Linked DNA regions of Mus musculus: all the other regions are linked to region 5. A link is a contact called in public HiChIP or PLAC-seq, Micro-C and promoter capture Hi-C data. All regions are on one chromosome and are shown on one strand. Each heading gives the region's core, a stretch centred on a gene start, on an enhancer-like site or on the middle of the called end of the contact. The rest is flanking DNA. Distances are from core to core; before and after follow the strand shown.

Evidence for each region. Promoter capture Hi-C pulls out the DNA fragments that hold promoters and counts their contacts. A called contact is a pair of places that touch in the nucleus more often than the background predicts. HiChIP or PLAC-seq counts read pairs in DNA pulled down with a chosen protein or histone mark. Capture Hi-C pulls out chosen DNA fragments and counts their contacts.
Region 1: a contact with region 5 is called in a Micro-C map of embryonic stem cells, with 2.6 times the contacts expected there. The contact joins the promoter of Pex16 here to the promoter of Trp53i11 in region 5. A contact is called at or near these places in 2 of 484 Hi-C or Micro-C datasets (both in embryonic stem cells) and 1 of 115 datasets of contacts at active chromatin or transcription factors (memory CD8 T cells).
Region 2: an H3K27ac HiChIP or PLAC-seq map of thymic regulatory T cells shows a contact between it and region 5, with 13 times the contacts expected there. The contact joins the promoter of Accs here to the promoter of Trp53i11 in region 5. A contact is called at or near these places in 2 of 484 Hi-C or Micro-C datasets (CD4 T cells and cerebellar granule neurons), 3 of 115 datasets of contacts at active chromatin or transcription factors (embryonic stem cells, memory CD8 T cells and thymic regulatory T cells) and 3 of 9 other capture datasets (embryonic stem cells, liver and pancreatic islet).
Region 3: a contact with region 5 is called in a promoter capture Hi-C map of maxillary cranial neural crest. The contact joins the promoter of Ext2 here to the promoter of Trp53i11 in region 5. A contact is called at or near these places in 3 of 39 promoter capture datasets (cranial neural crest, maxillary cranial neural crest and pre-B cells), 6 of 115 datasets of contacts at active chromatin or transcription factors (embryonic midbrain, embryonic stem cells, neural tube and 1 more) and 2 of 9 other capture datasets (embryonic stem cells and liver).
Region 4: a contact with region 5 is called in a promoter capture Hi-C map of adipose tissue, with 4 times the contacts expected there. The contact joins the promoter of Chst1 here to the promoter of Trp53i11 in region 5. A contact is called at or near these places in 4 of 39 promoter capture datasets (the SN4741 cell line, embryonic stem cells and hippocampal neurons), 3 of 484 Hi-C or Micro-C datasets (embryonic stem cells and nephron progenitors), 5 of 115 datasets of contacts at active chromatin or transcription factors (embryonic forebrain, embryonic midbrain, embryonic stem cells and 1 more) and 1 of 9 other capture datasets (adipose tissue).
Region 6: a contact with region 5 is called in a promoter capture Hi-C map of hippocampal neurons, with 2.1 times the contacts expected there. The contact joins the enhancer-like site here to the promoter of Trp53i11 in region 5. A contact is called at or near these places in 4 of 39 promoter capture datasets (the 3T3-L1 cell line, hippocampal neurons and liver) and 2 of 115 datasets of contacts at active chromatin or transcription factors (embryonic stem cells and epiblast stem cells).

Annotation. Positions count from the first base shown.
Region 1 is chr2:92,373,645-92,376,583 of GRCm38.p6, reverse strand. It overlaps Pex16 (peroxisomal biogenesis factor 16), which reads right to left and starts at 1,345. Exons shown (of 11, transcript NM_145122.2): 1 at 909-1,345; 2 at 678-713. The coding sequence starts at 1,020.
Region 2 is chr2:93,848,349-93,851,207 of GRCm38.p6, reverse strand. Accs (1-aminocyclopropane-1-carboxylate synthase (non-functional)) reads left to right here and starts at 1,265. Exons shown (of 15, transcript NM_001290782.1): 1 at 1,265-1,443.
Region 3 is chr2:93,821,313-93,824,012 of GRCm38.p6, reverse strand. Ext2 (exostosin glycosyltransferase 2) reads left to right here and starts at 1,445. Exons shown (of 14, transcript NM_010163.3): 1 at 1,445-1,626.
Region 4 is chr2:92,598,209-92,601,150 of GRCm38.p6, reverse strand. Chst1 (carbohydrate sulfotransferase 1) reads right to left here and starts at 1,444. Exons shown (of 3, transcript NM_023850.2): 1 at 1,003-1,444.
Region 5 is chr2:93,186,075-93,188,848 of GRCm38.p6, reverse strand. Trp53i11 (transformation related protein 53 inducible protein 11) reads right to left here and starts at 1,301. Exons shown (of 8, transcript NM_001025246.2): 1 at 1,102-1,301.
Region 6 is chr2:92,528,134-92,530,833 of GRCm38.p6, reverse strand. Gm13817 (a long non-coding RNA gene) reads left to right here. Exons shown (of 4, transcript XR_374783.4): 3 at 391-520; 4 at 974-2,700. Among named protein-coding and RNA genes, the nearest start is that of Gm13817, 12 kb to the left of the region's middle. Within about 2 kb of position 1,298, at least 201 of the 459 cell types and tissues checked have an H3K27ac peak or open chromatin away from gene starts, as enhancers often do. A contact at or near this core is called in epiblast stem cells and hippocampal neurons, where this site is marked.

The DNA of each region.
Region 1 (2,939 bases), core at 96-2,595, 810 kb after region 5:
CCTTCACCCCTCTCACCCTTACCCCAGAGCCCTACCGATCACAGCTACCCACAGACTGTGTGGAAACCAACAAGCCTCTCCGCCCACTACCTCAGAGCCCCATTCTCTCCATGATGACATCTGAGCCAGTAAGAAATGAGCTGATTGGAGTGACAAGCCAGCCCTTGCTCTGCTGGACAGCACTGGTTACTGAGCTGCTCAAAACTGCCTGTCATGTTCCAAACAGCCAAATGTGTGGTCCCACCAACTCATCTTTGCTCTCTTCAGATGGTCCCCCCTGAAGGACTACATCACACCTACCTTTCAAAATCCCCCTCATCCTTTCATGATCTTCACTACCCCCACTAAGCAAACAGAGCCCTTACAGCAGGGAGGTGGGGGCACTTGAACACTGGTCCTGACATCAAGGACTTTTCTGAACTTGTATTCCTTCAGCTAGACAGAACAACAGTGCCCTTCTCATACTCATAGGTCTGATGAACTAGCAAGGTCAGGAAAGTTGCTTAATCCTAAGCAAAACCAGGAGTGAGAAGCCAGTCAGAGCCCTCACAGGTCGCCCAACTCTGGGGACACCAACTGTCTTGGGCGATGGACAGCTGATCTAGAGGGAAGCTCAGGACCTTCAATCAAGGTTCCGCTGGAAGCCTTCTCCCTCCCCAGCCCAGAGTCCAACTTACCCAGTTCAGACAGCTCGTGTGAATCGGAGAAGCGACCTAGGGAAGAAGGTATAGAAGGCGTTGGTGAGCGTCTGTTTTACCCTGCGGCTTTGGGTTCTCTAGTTTCCTCTACGCCACAGGAACCCAGACAGAACTGAAGCACCGCGACCACTACCCTGGGTCAGCAGGCAAAGAGCCATAGGGTTCCTGGGTCAGAGTCCCCAAGAAATGGGTCAAAGGTCAGTGTGGCACCTGCCAGCAGGTAACTGAGGCCCCGCACAGCCGTCTCCAACTGGGCCGTGGCGGCTGGATGACGAGTCACATACTCCTGGTAGCGGAGGCTCAGGAGCCGTAGCTTCTCCATCCTGCTCTGGCCACTGACAGTCCCACCGGCCGACAGCAAGGCTGGCAGCGGCGCCCTGCGTCCTGAGCCCTCCTTCCTGCTTCCGGCCCTAAGCCCGCCTCCCGGTTGCTCAACTTCCGCAGCCCAGGAGGACTTAGACCCGCGGAGCCCCTGAACGCCCCTTCACCCCATCTCTAGCGCCTCCTCCCCGAGACCGGGAGCTCCCACCCTCCCTCCTTCCAGCCATTGGCTCCTTCTCTCTCCGCCCTGAAGCTCTCTAGAGCTTCTGGCACCCGATCTGCAGCCTCCTTGGTTGGCTGTCTTGGCGCCTGCGTAGTTACAACTTGCGGGCAGGCTGAACAGTTCATACTAGAGAAGGTACTAAGGAGCCTCAGACTTTCTCAGAAGATCGCCGAGAGCTCGAACGGGAGGGTCGGGAAGCAAAGAGTTTGGGATTTAAGGCACAGGGAACCTTGAAATTGTCGTAAATAGGTCTCAGCAGCCGCCAGTCTCGAGTTTTTCACAAAAGCCAGTGCCGGGTTTTTGCTGGGGCAAGCCTAACCAGCAGATTTAGAACAGTGGCTTCGGCTCCAGTTTCTTCAGAACACATGGACCCCCAAAACCCGTACCCGATGACTCCCTCCTTGGAGAATACCCTGGCCTATCCCTCTGCTCTCCGTTTAGGGACGACCCTGCGCATTAGCTTCCCCGATCTGCACCTCGGGTTTCCTCATCTACAAAATTATTTGGGCCCGACTTGGACCTTGAACTCGGAATGAATCCCAGCGTTTTCCGGCCCTTGGATGCACTTCCAGGTTCTAAGCTGGCCTCCAAGAGTTGGTGGAAACTCCTATGGCTCCATTCATGAACTGAGCTGCAATGCTGTCAAGGTGCTGCAGAAGTGGAGGGAGGGAACCGTTCCTGGGAGGCAGTTGATTGGCTGTGGGAAGAGGGGGCTTGGCAAATCTGCGCCATTGCGGACTCCGCCCGCGAATTTATGGTATATAAAGAATTGTAATACATTTAATACCCTACCAGATATTATCTTTAGACAAGGACAGAATATGCCGTTACGCCCATCCACTATATTACGTGCATGTACGAAAATGTCATAATGAAGCTCATTATTTTAGTTTGCATGTTTTGAGACAGGATCTCACTGTGAACCCCTGGCTGGCCTCAAATGCATAGAGATCTGCCTACGTCTGCCTCCCAAGTGCCGGGATTAAAGGCATGTGCCAGCACAAGAGACAAAGCACATTGTTTTGTACAATTAATAAAACACTAATAAAAATTCTCATTAGAGAGCTGGAAAGATGGATTCAGGAGTTAAGAAATGCTCGTTTAACCGGGCAGTGGTGGCACACACCTTAATCCCAGCACTTCGGAGGCGGAGGCGGAAGCAGAGGCAGGCAGATTTCTGAGTTCGAGGCCAGCCTGGTCTACAAAGTGAGTTCCAGGACAACCAGAGGTACACAGAGAAACCCTGTCTCGAAAAACCAATAGCCTGAGCCAGAACCAGGCGGTTTAAGCAGCACACTCACCAGGAATTTAAGGCACAGGGAATGAAGTGTCCCAACATGCCACCACTTCCTTCCCTTTCTTTGATCCATGTGGAGCCAGGCTCCCATTGTTGCCAACCACTCGTGCCAGCAAAGATTCAAGGAAAGGTGCGGTGAGCCTCAGAAGAGTCTGGTATGGGAACTGTGGAAGTCGTTTTTCACCCTGTCCTGAGGCCTCACGTGCTCCTCACCCTACTGGCAATTGTGATGGCTCGATCTTCGTTGATGGCTTGGTGGGTTTGGAATCGCTGTAGCAACAAAGCTCCGAGTTTATGGCAACACATCCATGGTTGTATTCCCAGAAACACTGAATCTAGGGGCCTCGGTCTGGATGTTTGTATCCTTATCGCTTGGATTAGAGTCCTGAGCTGAAGGAAA
Region 2 (2,859 bases), core at 16-2,515, 660 kb before region 5:
ACAACCACTGATATTATCTTAATTTGATGTTAGCATTACATGATAAGGGATTTGACAAAAGAAAACAAATATCTGTACAAACACAGTCTTAACACAATGTGACAGAAACGGTCACGTCGATCACAATCCTCACTTCAGCAGTTGGTTTGAGCTGGTGTGTATAACTACCTTCCTCTCCTACTCTTCTGTATTTCCTCTGTCCTTAGTAAGCACCTCAATAGGTCTTGGTGTTTTTCTTGGAAGAGTGACCCATACCAAGGACATTTATAAAAAGGAGCATTTACCTAGGGGCTTGCTTACAGATCCAGAGGGGAGTGCAGTGACAGGCAGGCATGGTGCTGCAGCAGTGGCTAAGAACTTACATGATCCTCAGGCGGAAGGCAGAGAAAGAGACGGGGCGTGGCTTTTGAAACCTCAAAGGCCACACATTTGCCAACAAAAGCACACTTTATAATTCTTAAACAGTCCACCAAACGGGAACCAAATATTCAAAAACATAAGCCTGGGGGCGGGCATTCTCATCCAAACCACCACAACTTCTGTGACAGATTGGAACTACGGAGGCATGCTACCTTGTCAACTTAGCCATCACTGGCGCGCAGTGTCTCCTGTGTGAGCATAGCCACTGTTAAACTACCTAGATTATGCTCCTGACTCTGGGAGGCTTATAGGTGGCAGTATTATATTTGCATAGATCGTTATCTATCGGTCTGAGCCTCCTGGTCTGTGTTTGACAAGAGGTTGTTTCCTAGCATAACTATAAGAGGTGGAGTTATTCGATTTGGTATTTGCACTCAATTTGGCATGCCTCTGCAGGCACACAGTGAAAACGACTTACAACTTCTCGTTGCTTTCTTGCATTTTTTTCTAGTACCTGGAATTGAAGTTTTTCCTTTGTCTCCTCACATCTCTAAAAATCTATTTAGTATAGACTGGAATTCAAAGAAGTCCCCCTTTGAGAGCTATTCATTCCTGGGTGTTCCCATGGCCATATGAATATACATATACATGTCGATACTTTTCTATATTTCTTTTGTAAATCTTTTTTTTCCGGGCCTTGAGAGAAGCCTTTACAAATAGATGGCGGGGAGATCTCATGCTTAGGTAATGCCCAGGAAGATTGGTGTTTCAGCGGCTCTGAGCAAGTGTGTCCGAAAAGCTAGAGGTATCTGAGCTCAGCCAATGAGAGAAGGAATGGAGTGGGCGTGGCCTTGTCTTAACCAAGATCCTCCACCCCTCTGTTTCTTTCCCATTTCTAAGTTCGGACTCCAGTTTCTGGCAGACAGGGAAGTGCTGAAGACCGGAGCTTCCTCTTCTGTGACCAGGAGTCAGGGCACAGACTCCTTCCCTGTGTTCCCGCCAGATCGCCAGGGGGCAGGCTGCTCCGGTATCACGGAAGTCCGATCCGGAGAATATCGCGCGCGTGAAAACCCAAGGTCCAAAGTAGGTGCTGTATCCGCCACAGTGCACCGAAGGGGCCGGGTTCGCTCCGCGGTGCTCTTGATCGCTTCCTGCCCTTAGGTCTGGAAGTCTCTGAGGCCCGGAAACCCCTGGCGGGCCCTGCAGACCATTCTGTCTTTGTTGTCTTGGTTGGGCTGGTGAGATCACTAGGCCTGATTGACTACAGCGCCTTGAGCTCCTGCTGGGTTCTGGCTGCATTTAGGTCTGTACCGCGTTGTCCACAGCCCGAGCATTTGGTGATGTTTTTCCTCGGATCTAGGCTATCGGTGGAGCAGGCGTGTGCTTTGCTGAGTCCCGCCACCTTGGGGAGGACCCCAAGATTTGCAAAACAAAAGTAAACTGCGGGAGGGGAGGGCATTTTCTGTGTCCCCATCAACCATCTACCAAGTAAGACTTGTACCTTGAGACAGGGAAATCAGAGAGCATTTGTGATAGAGTGATTCATATTTTAGACTTTTGGCCACTAGCCAGAGTTTGGTATGAGTGCTTTATCGCCCTCAGGTCCTCACTGTTATTCTTTGAGATGGTTATTGGTCCACCAGAGCGCAGGTGCGGCATGACAGAGGAATCCTTAGGAGGCTCCTACATTTTGGTAGGCAGGAGACCCTCCTCTGCGGCCCTTGTGTCCTTTGTGAGTAGAGACAGGATCCAGGAGTGCCTGCACTTGTAACTCCTACTCCCCTTTCACCCCCACCCCCACTTCCCACCACCTTCTGCTCCTATCCACCCATCACACAAGAAGTCCAGAACTGTAGCAGTGATCTGCTTGGGAAATAGCCTGGTGTTCTGAAACTGAGGTGAGCAAGCAGGGGGAAAGATTGTTGGTGATCCCTGAGGCTGCCGAAAGGAGAAACAAATGCAGAAATGCTGCAAGCTAAAGCCACAGTAGATTAGCTTCGTTTCTATGTAGCCAGCCTGGTGTGGTGCTCACAGGTCCTCAACAGATTGTGTTTGTTGAAGTGTTTAACTGGATAAGGACACAAGGGATGATACACAGCTTGCAAGAAGAGGCAGATATCTTAGTTCCAGCTACTAGGGAGGCTGAGAAAAGAGGATCACCTGAGGACAAGAGTTCAAGGCCAGCATCAGGCAACCTCAGGGGAAAACCAGGAAAGAGAGAGAGAGAGAGAGAGAGAGAGAGAGAGAGAGAGAGAGAGCGCAACCAGCCTAGGCAGTAAAGTGTAAAATGCTTTTCTTGCTTTGCAGTCATGAGGACCTGAATTTTATCCCCAGAACCCAGATAACAATAGTCCGATGTTCACTCTTCATCATTCTAGAGCTGGGGAGATGAAGACAGGCTGGTCTCTGGGCCTCACTGGCTCAAAAGTCTAACCTAATCTGCAAACTTTAGGGCCTAGTGAGAGACCCTGTCTCAAAAAAGCAAATGTGGACAGCTCC
Region 3 (2,700 bases), core at 196-2,695, 640 kb before region 5:
TGTGTGTGTGTGTGTGTGTGTGTGTGTGTGTTTGAGGGATAGAGACACATTCTGTTAGATGTGGGAAGAGGAATTTGGACAGAACCTTCTGTCCCTAGATTTTTCTCATTCCAATCTCTCTAGGTCTAAGACAAAGAGATAGTAACCCCCCAATACTGGAATCTTTGTTGGTGAGGAAAGTCTTCCTAGGTCTCCAGACAGTAATCTCTGTGGGTATTTAAGCTGTAAGTAACAATATCCACGAGGTGGCGCTAAAGTACAATCGGGACCAAAATGCATTCGCATCTCGTGGACAGATGAAGAACTACAGCCAGCAATGGCAAGCTGGGTTGCCTCATTAGCCTTTCAGTAACTGTCACTCAGCTTTTTGCTGCCTTGTGACAGATGCCACTATGCATGCCGCTCCAGTTACTTCCAAAATTTTATAACTGCGTCTTGGATTTTTGTTTGTTTGTTTGTTTTGTTTTGTTTTTCGAGACAGGGTTTTTATGTGTCGCCCTGGCTGTCCTGGAACTCATTCTGTAGACCAGGCTGGCATCGAACTCAGAAATCCGCCTACCTCTGCCTCCCAAGTGCTGGGATAAAAGGCGTGCGCCACCATTGCCCGGCTGGATTTTTTTCCCAGAAAAATATTATACTTACACCTGGACACAAGCATCTGCTCACACATTTTCTCTCTTCTGATTTTGCACAAGCACATTTTAACTAAAAGTGATCGTGCTTGTCCCTTCTTAAGGGACTGTGGCTTCTCATTAGCCTGTCTTGGAGATATTACCTTGCTGACTGGTATGACGACTCCTTCTCCGTTGTTCCATAATCCTACAGTTTACTTTCTTGCTAGTATTAGAAATAGTGCGGTGAATGTTTCTTTCTTTCTTTTCTTTCTTCTTCTTTTTTTTTTTTTTTTTTTTTTGGTTTTTCGAGACAGGGTTTCTCTGTATAGCCAGGAGATGTCCTGGAACTCACTTTGTAGACCAGGCTGGCCTCGAACTCAGAAATCCACCTGCCTCTGCCTCCCGAGTGCTGGGATTAAAGGCGTGCGCCACCTCGCCCGGCTGGTGAATGTTTCAATAAGTGGTGAGACTTTCTGCAGGGTAAACTACAAAGAAGGTTGGTTGGAATTGCAGGGCTAGGGAGTTTTTTTTTTTTTTTTACACCTTGATGGATACTGCCAAATTGCCCTGGGGGCCTAACTATGCTTTGCAGAGTTGTAGATTGTCTCTTTATGGCTAAGCTAGCCTGGAACTAGTGAGTGATCCTTCTGCTGTGCTGAGATTATGGATATAAGCCACCACGCCTGACCCAAATGCTTGCCTTTTCCACAGTTTTATCCCAGAGCTTGGTGCGCCTGGCTGTCACTCTGCCTTTGCCCCGAACGGGAATGCTCACGTGCGCTGACTCCTCCTGTCCAGCAGGGGGCGCGGCGCTACCGCTTCGCATGCGCAGTGCGCGCCGTGTCAGCCGTGGGGAACTGGAGGCCGGCGCAGGCTTCCCCGCTGGCTCCAGGGTACCTGGTGCTGGCGGCGGGCTCCCGTCACCGCGCGATCCGACACAGCCGTGGCTCGCGGCCCGCGGCAAGAGCCGGTGACGGAGCGCGGGGCCGAGCGGGAAGCGGCCGGTTCCGAGGTGAGCGCGGCGCGCGGGCGGCCGGGTGGGCCTCGGGGCTGGGCCTCTGGGAGCCCCGGGGCTGCAGGAGCGCCGCAGCGCTGCACCGCGGCCCCTGCTGTACCTGTGCCCCGGTCCCCAGGCCTGACCTCCTGTCCAGAACCTCTGCTTCCTGTTGTAATCGGGCGTTGTGGGACCCGAGTCCTCCCAGGAAGGCCTTACACCTTGGCTGTCCAGGACCGGTGTCGTCCAGTGCATGTTCTGGGTGGGACGCGGTGGAGAGGGTGGCTCAGGAAGGAACCACTGGCTCCGAGCGTTGGGAGATGCGCTCCGGATGCTGGGAACAGTGTCCAGTTTTGAGAGTCAAATAATGGTTTGGTGTCACTTATCAGGTGCCAATCTGGAAGCGCCCTATCACTTAGGGAGTGTGGATGTTGTCTTGAGTCTAGGGCAGGTCCATTTCAATTTTTAAAAGTCAGCCATTAGTTCTAAGTAGTGTAATTGAACTTTGTGTGTACTCTGGAACTCAAGGCGATTCACGGGAATAATAAACACGGTTGAGTTTTTATTACAGTCACTTTCCCTGACTTAAACCTCCTAGTTGCTCTATAGAGCCTGTGTAGTCATCTGAGGATCCAGGCTGCTGGGCGCTGAAGCCCAGCCTTGGAGTTCTGTTGTGGAACCCTGGAAGTTCTTAGCCTTGCTCTTGACCTTTCTCCACCACAGGGAGGTTCAGAAGTTTGTCACACAGTGCTGTCAGGAGGATGAAGTAGCACATACTAAATGCACATGTGTAGGGTAAGTGTTCACTTGGGTACTTAACGTATTCACCGTGATGTAACTGCCACGGTCAGTCAAACAGTGTCTTTATATTGGAAACCCTTTTTGGAGGTAATGAGCCACACTGGAACTCTAATTCTAATCCTGTCATGGCTGTGCACCGTAAGTTTGTGTCTGTTTGCCTTCTTTGCTTTCAGAAGCATTCCTGTGTAGCGGTGGCAGGCTGTTCAGCGGGCAGGACAGCTCTAAAAAGGCTAAGACAACAGGAAATTGTGACTTGGAATGCTGGGCTGAGTGGATTGGCTATAGCCCGGA
Region 4 (2,942 bases), core at 195-2,694, 590 kb after region 5:
CCTGCCTCCACCATAGGTGTCTTCCTATGTCCCTAGGCTCCAGAAGACAGTGGGCTGAATTCCTGTCACTGTTTGGACATGCACCTCCCCTGTCCCAGCCTCAACCTCTCAGCAGTCAGCTATAACATCCCTGGTCCTGGACCCCAAAAGCCTTGGTGTCCAGAAGCCTCTTGCTTAAACGGTTAAGCCCATCAGGAAGTGGGTACTAGGAATGTAATCTTAAAAAGAGGCAGACCTGGAGTAGGGAGAGGTGACATGGTGAGGTACCTGAAATCAAGCCAAGGTGCCATCCTAGCAGGACCTTCCTTCCTCAGATAGCGTGGCCTTTTAACCCATAGATTCCAGCTAGGGCCACTGTCTACTGTTACTGTAAAGTCAAGCACCGTGTCCCTCCCTGGACCCCGAAAGAAGCTGACCACCCCATATCCTACTCAGAGAGGTGCTAGGATTGTTTTGGCCTCGCGTGGGGGGAAGCTCTGCACCGTCAGGCAGCCCTAGTCTCCTAAGGGCCCAGCCTATCACCAGCATAGTAGAAGCCGATACAAGACCGAGGCTATAAGCAAGAGGCCGGGACAGTGCTTTGCCTCAGGGTGTAAGCCTGGTTTGTAAAGTTAGAGGAGGCACGGGAACCTCAGGGTCTCTGGCAACCTCGGCCGCTCGGGTCTAGCAGGCTGTTGCATGATCAACCCGGAGCAGACACCCGAGCGGGTACCGCAGCAGCAGAACAGGAGCCCCGGGCAGACGTTTATCCCAAGTTTGCTGCCCTCACCAGAGGAGGAGGTCAGGAGCGATCGCGGAGCTCTCCGGAGGGCTACTAGCCCCAGCCAACCTCTCCCAGCGCCCAGCACTCTGCGGTCCCTAGCCACCGCCTCCGCGCACCGCCCAGAGACACCGGCCCTGAGCTAGGGGCGTCTCCCGCCGCGCCCGCGCCCCCGCCCCTCCCGGCTGTTGCGGTGCAGTCCGTTCCCGCCTGCCCCGGGGCCCGGGAGACCCGGCCGATACCTGGTGGCGGGCGCGCCGGGAGCCGCTGCAGCGCCCAGCGCTGGCTCCATCCTTAGTCTAGAGTCAGGCTCTCCGGGGGCCCGCGGGTGGTGGTGGCGGTGGAGGTGGCGGCGGCATCCTCCTCCTCCCGCGCCCTGCTCCTCGGCCTCCCTCCTCCCAAGCCTCTTCCTCCGCCTCCGCGCGTCCCTCACGGGCCCCTCTCCATGGCTCGGGGGCGCTAGCTCCGGGTGGCTCGCTCTGCACAGTGCCTTTTCCTGATGAGAGAGAGAGAGAGAGAGAGAGAGAGAGAGAGAGAGAGAGAGAGAGAGAGAGAGAGATCAGGGCCAGGCACCGGGACACCGAGCACTGCAGCCCCAGTCTCCGGAGGACAGCAGCAGCCTCGGAGGCCAGAGCCTCACGGAGTACCCTCCTTGCGTCTCGGAGTCAAAAGCAGCGGTGGTTGCTTCAGCGCCGAGCTAGCGGGTGGCAGGCGCTGCGGTCCCGGCTCCACCCCCAGCGCCGCCCGCCCCCTCTCCGCCCGACCCCGTCAGCGCGCGCCCTCCCGCCCCCCCCCCCCCCGCGCAGCCCAGGCCGGGAGCGCCGGGACACCCCCACTAGCAGGGCTCCGGAGCCAACCCACCGGCGGGCCGAGGCAGCCACACCCCCCACCCTCCACCCCGCACCCCCCACCCCCCACCCCCGAGTTGAGGAGGCCAAGCGGCAGCAGCACGGGTACCTCTTGGCCTGCCCTCTCCCCCTACACCCGCCCTAGCGAAGGCATGGCTCTATCTATGCAGCCAAAGCCTCTGGATACCCAAGTCTGGCTACAGCCCCAACCTGACCCTGGCTCCTTTCCCCAGCCAGGGCAATCAGAGACTCCCAAACCCAGAACTGAAGTCGATATTCCACTACATGCCCCTGCTTCTCTTCCATCACCCACAACTAAAGAAATGTTTCATTTGCCCCAGATCCTGTCATCCCCTTTCAGCAGGGGCTGGGTGGAGCTGGCCAGTTAGTCGGACACTAGAGTTCCTTTGCTAGAGGAAGCTTTCCATCCTGCCCAGCCCCTTCCTCCTAGGCTGCATCTGTCTTCCCAGGTAGTTACCAGTCCACAAGCTGCACTTGTGGGACCAGGACAGCGGCAAAGCCCTGGCACTACAGTGGTCCTTCGTTCTCTGCATAAATATCGACTGAGCATCTCCTGCATGTCAGAAGCACCGAACACTATAGCTAGTGACAAGAGAAACATACCCCTGAGCCCTCAGTGTGGCCTGGAGGAAAAATGAAGCCAGCAGAGGAATGCCTGTGGCCCTGAACTGAAGAGGAGGGAAAACCCACTTCTACCATTGGCCACCAAGGTGTCCATGCGCACAAACCCAGACCCCATCCTGACCTGTTTCCCATCTGAAGATGTGTAGGTACTTTGCAGGGCTCTGGACCAAAGGCAGTAGTAGACTTTGTCCAGAGTGGTAGCGATCGTCCAAAGGAGTGGGCTTCCATCTCCACCGTCTCTTACGTCTCCTAGAACACGATCTGTCCATCCGTCTGTCACTCCTGATACGGTGCAGAGAACAACGGGTTTTTTTTTTGTTTTGTTTTGTTTTTTAATGAGGTTATATTCACCTGGAAGTTCTCAGTGCAGAGGAGCCTTTGTGAGTCTGCTGTGTGACCATGTGATGCAGTCCTCCCCCACCCGTGCCTCAGTTTCCTCACGAGGAAAAATGGAGGTGCTTTTTCTTATCTCCTAGGGCAACAGCTCCCATGTTAGCTTGGGTGGATGCTTACTTGTTCGCTAAGAAGGGAATAACATAATGTCTAGGAGTCTCCCGGAGACCCCAAGGGGCATATCTTCAGAAAAGGCTTCACATGGAACCAGATGACGTGAAGACCTCTGCTCCAAGGGTCCCAGTAGGCCACATGGTCATTTGTCTTGGTTACAGTTGCCAACCCCTAACTATAAA
Region 5 (2,774 bases), core at 52-2,551:
AGTCCGTGCTGGGGGACTTTGAGGAGGCCTTGGCCGTGTGCTTGTAAAGCTTTGGGTCAAAGTGGGAGTGGGTCCTGGGCCTATCCCTGCTCCTCCACCTCACAGGCAGGAGGAGAAGCCCGCTCCATCCAGGATGCAAGAAGGCGACGAAAGGGGAGCCGAAGCGAGCGGCTGGCCTCGCTGTGCCCCGAGGATGGTGCGCGTAATATTTTCTGCGCACTACACGGGACCCCAATCCATCCTGCGCCAGGCAATGGCGCTACACTTTACAGCTGTCTGCGCGGTTTGGGAGAGAGAGTCGCCCGGGTCCACCTGCAATACCCTCCTGACACCACCACCCCCGACTGGGGTCAGGCCCAAACACTTTTCTGCCCGCTCCTCTCCAGCAGGGACTCAGGAGTGTCGCCGGCTTTGCCCCTTCCCCCTCTGATCTATCTTCATCTCCGCGCCGAGGACACTCCCCCACTTTGTGAAGCGAGAGTCCGCGACTCCTCCAGTCCCCGGCACCCACACAAAAGGTCCGGCCAGACCACTGGACAGCGGGAACCCCTCCACCTTCTCCGCCCGCGTACCCGTGGGGGCGAGGACCCGGAAACTCGCAAGTTTACACCGCGCAATCCTCCCGCCGGGAAACAAAGGCGGGAGGAGGGGGGGCGGTGGCGAGAAAGGGGGAGGGGACCGAGAACCAAGCGCTGAAGACAGAGACCCCGGGATAAAAGAAACTGCTTTACTCTCCGCTCTCACTAGCTCCGAATCAAAGAGATAAAGCCCTGGAGGAGGCCGAGAGCGAAATAAACAGCCCCTGGGGAAGGAGGTGGCGGAGAAGAGAGCTGGGGGAGAAAGGGAAACCGAGTCAGTGCAAGGGGACAAACGAAAAGGACAGAGGACAGTGCCAGTAGGAGCTCAGCGGGGGTCTCGGGCGCCCGCCGCCCCGCAAGTGCCAAGCTGTCCTGGCGCCCGGCTGTCGTTCGCAGGGTGCTCGATGCCCCCAGCGGTCCCTAAGGCCCCCCGGCGTCCCCGGGCTGCGCTGCGCAGGCAGCGGCCAGCGCGGTGGCAACGGCGGTGAAGTGTGAGGCTAGCGGCTGCCGGCAGCAGACTTACGTTCCTGGCGCGCGGGGTGCTGCGCTCGCGGAGCTGGCGTGCCCTGCGGACGCTCCGGCCCGGGGAGTCTCACATCGCGGCGCCGCGCTAGGCAGGCAGGGCAGGGCAGGGCAGGGCAAGCTGGACTCCTGGCGCTGCTGGGCTCGCCCGAGTCTGGCGGCCCGCACTGGTCCCTCCTCTAGTGCCGCGCACAAGCCAATGGCGCGCCGTCCCCTCCCACGCGCTGGGCTGCCTCGCCCCCGAGGTGGCCGGGGCGGGCACAGAGGGGTTGGGGGGGAGACCCAGAGCTGAAACGGAGGGCCTACCGGGAGCCGCCTGCGGAGGGCGCACCCTCGCTTGGCTAGGGGGATCCCCGGACGGGGACAACCTGCCGCTGTGCCACCCAGGACTTTCTCGGAAGTTCTGAAGACAGCGCCCCTTTCTCCCGGACTGCAAACATACCCCTACGGGTTTATGAAACATCCATTCTCAGGCCTAGGCCGGTGTCTAGGGTGGAAGGAAGGCACCTGCTATGACTGTTAGGGTCCCCCACGGGTGAAACAACACGGTTAAAAGCAATTTACAATTCATCGTTTGCTAAACCACTTTCAAAAATAAAACCTTAGCGTTCCCAGCAGTCCAATAGGACTAGTCCCAGTTCACAAAACTTCGAGTCATTAATACATAGCCAAGGCCTTAAGATAATTGGTGAATGAGTGTTCTGTCACCCAGGTCACCCATCTCCCCAGTTTGGTGTGAATCCCAAATGACAAGAACTCTTACCCGCTGAGACTTCTACTGCAGTTGCTGTGCTATGTGCTGCGTGTGGCAAGGTTGGATCTTATCTGTGGCTTCAGAGTATTTGTTGGTGGAAGCAAACAGCTCATGCCAAGAGAGAGTCCCAGGTGAGTCTTGAGAAGTCTCTCAAACTAAAAAGACCAGCACCTACAACCTGTCCCATGCCTGGCTCTGGACTCCCTGAGAAACCCTTTATAGCAGTTGATTTTTGCCCAGGGCCCTGCTTCCTGCTGAAAGAAACCTCTGGATCTTGTCTTCTGGACTGATATAGTAAAGGCTTGAGGGAGGGTGGGGACTGAGAGAAGCAAGGTTGAAGGTAAAGAACTGGGGCAGAGATGGAGAGTAGCTGCCCCTCACTATAACTCAACTAGGTGTGCCTCTGGCTCCAGAGTTAAGTTTTGCTTTTCTGCTCCAGGCTACAGAACTAGAATACCTGGGTTCAAATCCTGGCTCTGTTGTTTAGCTTAGCCCTAGGCAAGCAAGTTTCCTAACCTCTCCAAGTCTTGCCTCCTTACCTACAAAGGGGTGTGACCTTATAGCAGGAAGTACCTTGTGGCTGTTGCTGAGATTCCAGTTACAGCTGCAGGCCATGTTAACCAAACCTGATCATGTGTGAGGTGCTAACATACCAGGTAGGCTCCATGGCCCTCCCAGTGGCTGGGGCTGGACAGGAGGGGCTGTGCCCTTTGCAAGGAAGTAAACAGAAGAGTGTCTGGTGCATAGCAAGTCAGCTCTCAGTGGCTGTTAGCCTCCTGATTACCAAGGCAACTAAACTCCCTTCCCACAGTGCCACCCGCTTTTGCTGAACACCTGGCTAGTGATGACCAGTAATGAATGAATCACTCAGCCGTCATGTCTGTAGCTCTGGATCAGGCCTGCCTGGAGGTGTGTGGAGT
Region 6 (2,700 bases), core at 49-2,548, 660 kb after region 5:
ACGGTGTGGTGGCAGGGGTCACAGCGGCAGCAACTCTCCTGAGAAAGTAATGGAAAGCAGAGAGCAGGGTGGGGCCTGGCTTGCTCTTTCTGTAGCAGCCCTCTGCTGAGAACCAGCCTGGGGTCCTCACCAAGCCCCTCCATCCCTGTAATCTCACTAAAAGGACTCTATGCCTGCCTGATGATTGTAACCTAGAAACCAGTTGTCTTGTGCACTGTTGCCTAAAACTCCACCCGGTGATAATTAAATGAATCAGGCACCCCCTGACACATTTTCACAATGCTTTGTCTGCCAAAAAAAGTTTGTGTATTTTGCATAGGAGGTGAAGGTTGAGATCAGATGAATAGAGGGAGTCGGAATGAAAACTAATTCCAAACCATTTTCACTTAGAAACCCTCCTGGTGCAGACAGCAAAAGGCCTGTTTCAAGTGAGGGATGGCTAGTTCAAGGACAGGAGGGTGACATCACAAGGACCAATCTGTAAGCCAGAAGACTCAGAAGACTAAAAAGGCAAAATTAGGTGTGGAGTGGAAAGGGAGGGGGAAGCCCAGGAGTGTTTGCAATTCTGGATCTTAAGGCCATTTAAATTTTAAAGTTACTGGGGGCGGGAGACAGCGTGTATGCCATAACTGCATGGGCAGAAGTCAGAATAAACCTGGAAGGAGTTTATTCGTTCCTCCTACCATGTGGGTTCCGGACATCCAACTCAGGATGTGAAACTTGCGGGATGAGCAAGCAACTCGCTGAGTCATATCTCTGGTCCTTAGGGCCATTTTCTAACTCAACGAGCAACACATACTTTTTTATTCATTCTACAAATAGAAGTTAAACACCCCCTTCGGGGTATAGGTAATTCAGGACAAGCCTGGCTTGGCAGTCTTCTCGCTGGTTGGTGCCTAGTGTGTGTTCTAGGTGGGTCAGGGCTCATCCAGGCTGACAGTCTCTCACCGTCCTTGTCCTCTCCCTTGTCTAGGTAGCAGGGGTTACCTGCTCAGAGCAGAGACAGATGGGAAATTTCTGTCATCATTAAGGTTTTATTGACCAGCGCGGCTGAAATTTCCCAGAGAGAGGAATTCATCTCGCTACCGACTGAGAGCAGACATCCTGCTGGGAGTAGTTACATAAATTCTGTTGCTCAAATTAATTAGGATTGTGATTCATTTGTTTAATGAAGAATCTGATGGCGAGAGGCAAGGCAGCCTAGCCTTGCCGAGTTCAGCCAATCCCGGGTGATAGTGCGGCAGATGGGGTGGGACCAGGCCTGGAGCTGGCTGCCGATGGGCAGAGACAACCAACCAGAATGCAGAGCTGAAGCCAGTGGGAGCCGCTGCTGTCCCCTCCAAAGCTGGTGGCTGGAGAGACGCAGATTCCCAGCTTAAAGCTTTCCCAGCTTCGCCGCCGCCCAGAGGCTTCCGGCCTCCTGCTTCCTCTGTGCGGAACAACTGCGAACAGCTGAAACACACGCCTCATTAGCACCGACCGTCCACCCATTTCCTCATGCCACCCCCAAACGCCAGACTTTATGCTTCTTGGAACACAAAGTAGGGACAGGTAGAGCACCGGCCTGTCCCACCTGCTTCGAAAAGACCCCTCCCCTCTACCCAGACTTCCCTGCCTGCGAGTGGAAGGGCAGCCCCATTCCACAGTCGCCTCTGGAAGCACCTTCCCCAGGTTCTGTGATCCTGGCTCTCAGCCGCAGTTGTAGAGGTAAGAGGCAGGTAGGCGGCCGGAGAAAGGTAGCCCCGGGTGAGGCTGGAGAGAAGCAGGAACTGCACAACTCCAGGAGACGGTGACTGATTGATCGACTATGTAGGTAACACTCTTTGGGATAAGATTTAAAAGATGCTCCCTAGCATCCCTAGAGAAAAAGGTCAAGTCAGATGTTTTGAGTGAGTCTGAGGGATTTGTTGAAGTGGATGCTGGAGAAGAAGAGAAGTCAGGTAAGCTTGGGACTTTTATTTATTGATGCCACGTCTGCAGGAGTCCTTCCTGGGAGCCATGTTTTCTTTCTAGATGCCCCCACTTCTTATTTGGACTGGACCTGGAAAGCCACAGGTCAGACCCAGCAGGACTTTTAATGAATCAGAACGAACTATTACACGGGCATGTGTCCTGATATCTTCCCCCACACTACCTAGATGCCTCTCCTGGATCAGTTACAGCTCACTTAAAAAGAAGCAGAGTCCACAAATGGAATGAACTGTGACGCAAATGTTTGCCTGCTAGACCTTGGATTCCCTGTCCTCAAAAGGTGCCTGCGGTCATCTGACTCCATTCAGTGGCCAAGGGAAATCTTAAGCATGAATGTATCTTGTCACTGTTCTTTAACTCTCTGAAAGATTTCCCAACACAGAAGTTAAAACAGTAAAGCCATCCAGCCTAAGGTGAGGTGATCTGACACATCTTCCTCTAGTTAATACGGCCCCTTCTACAGCCCTCTTGCTGGTTGCCCTCTGCCTGACCCACTGTTTCTCCCTGAGGCACCCCATAACTCCACAAAGTGTTCCCACCCCTTGGGAGGCCCTGGCTGCTCTCCTTCCCTGGGTTGTGTTTGGGGTGTGGCTATATTACAGAGGCCCGAGTGTTGGTGACAGTGTTGAACTGGTGGGACTTTAAAGAAATGAGCCTTACTGGAAGGTCATCTGGTTCCCTGGGGATGAGGTAGTTCTCAGGTAACCCTGAGGTGGTTCTGGTGAGAGG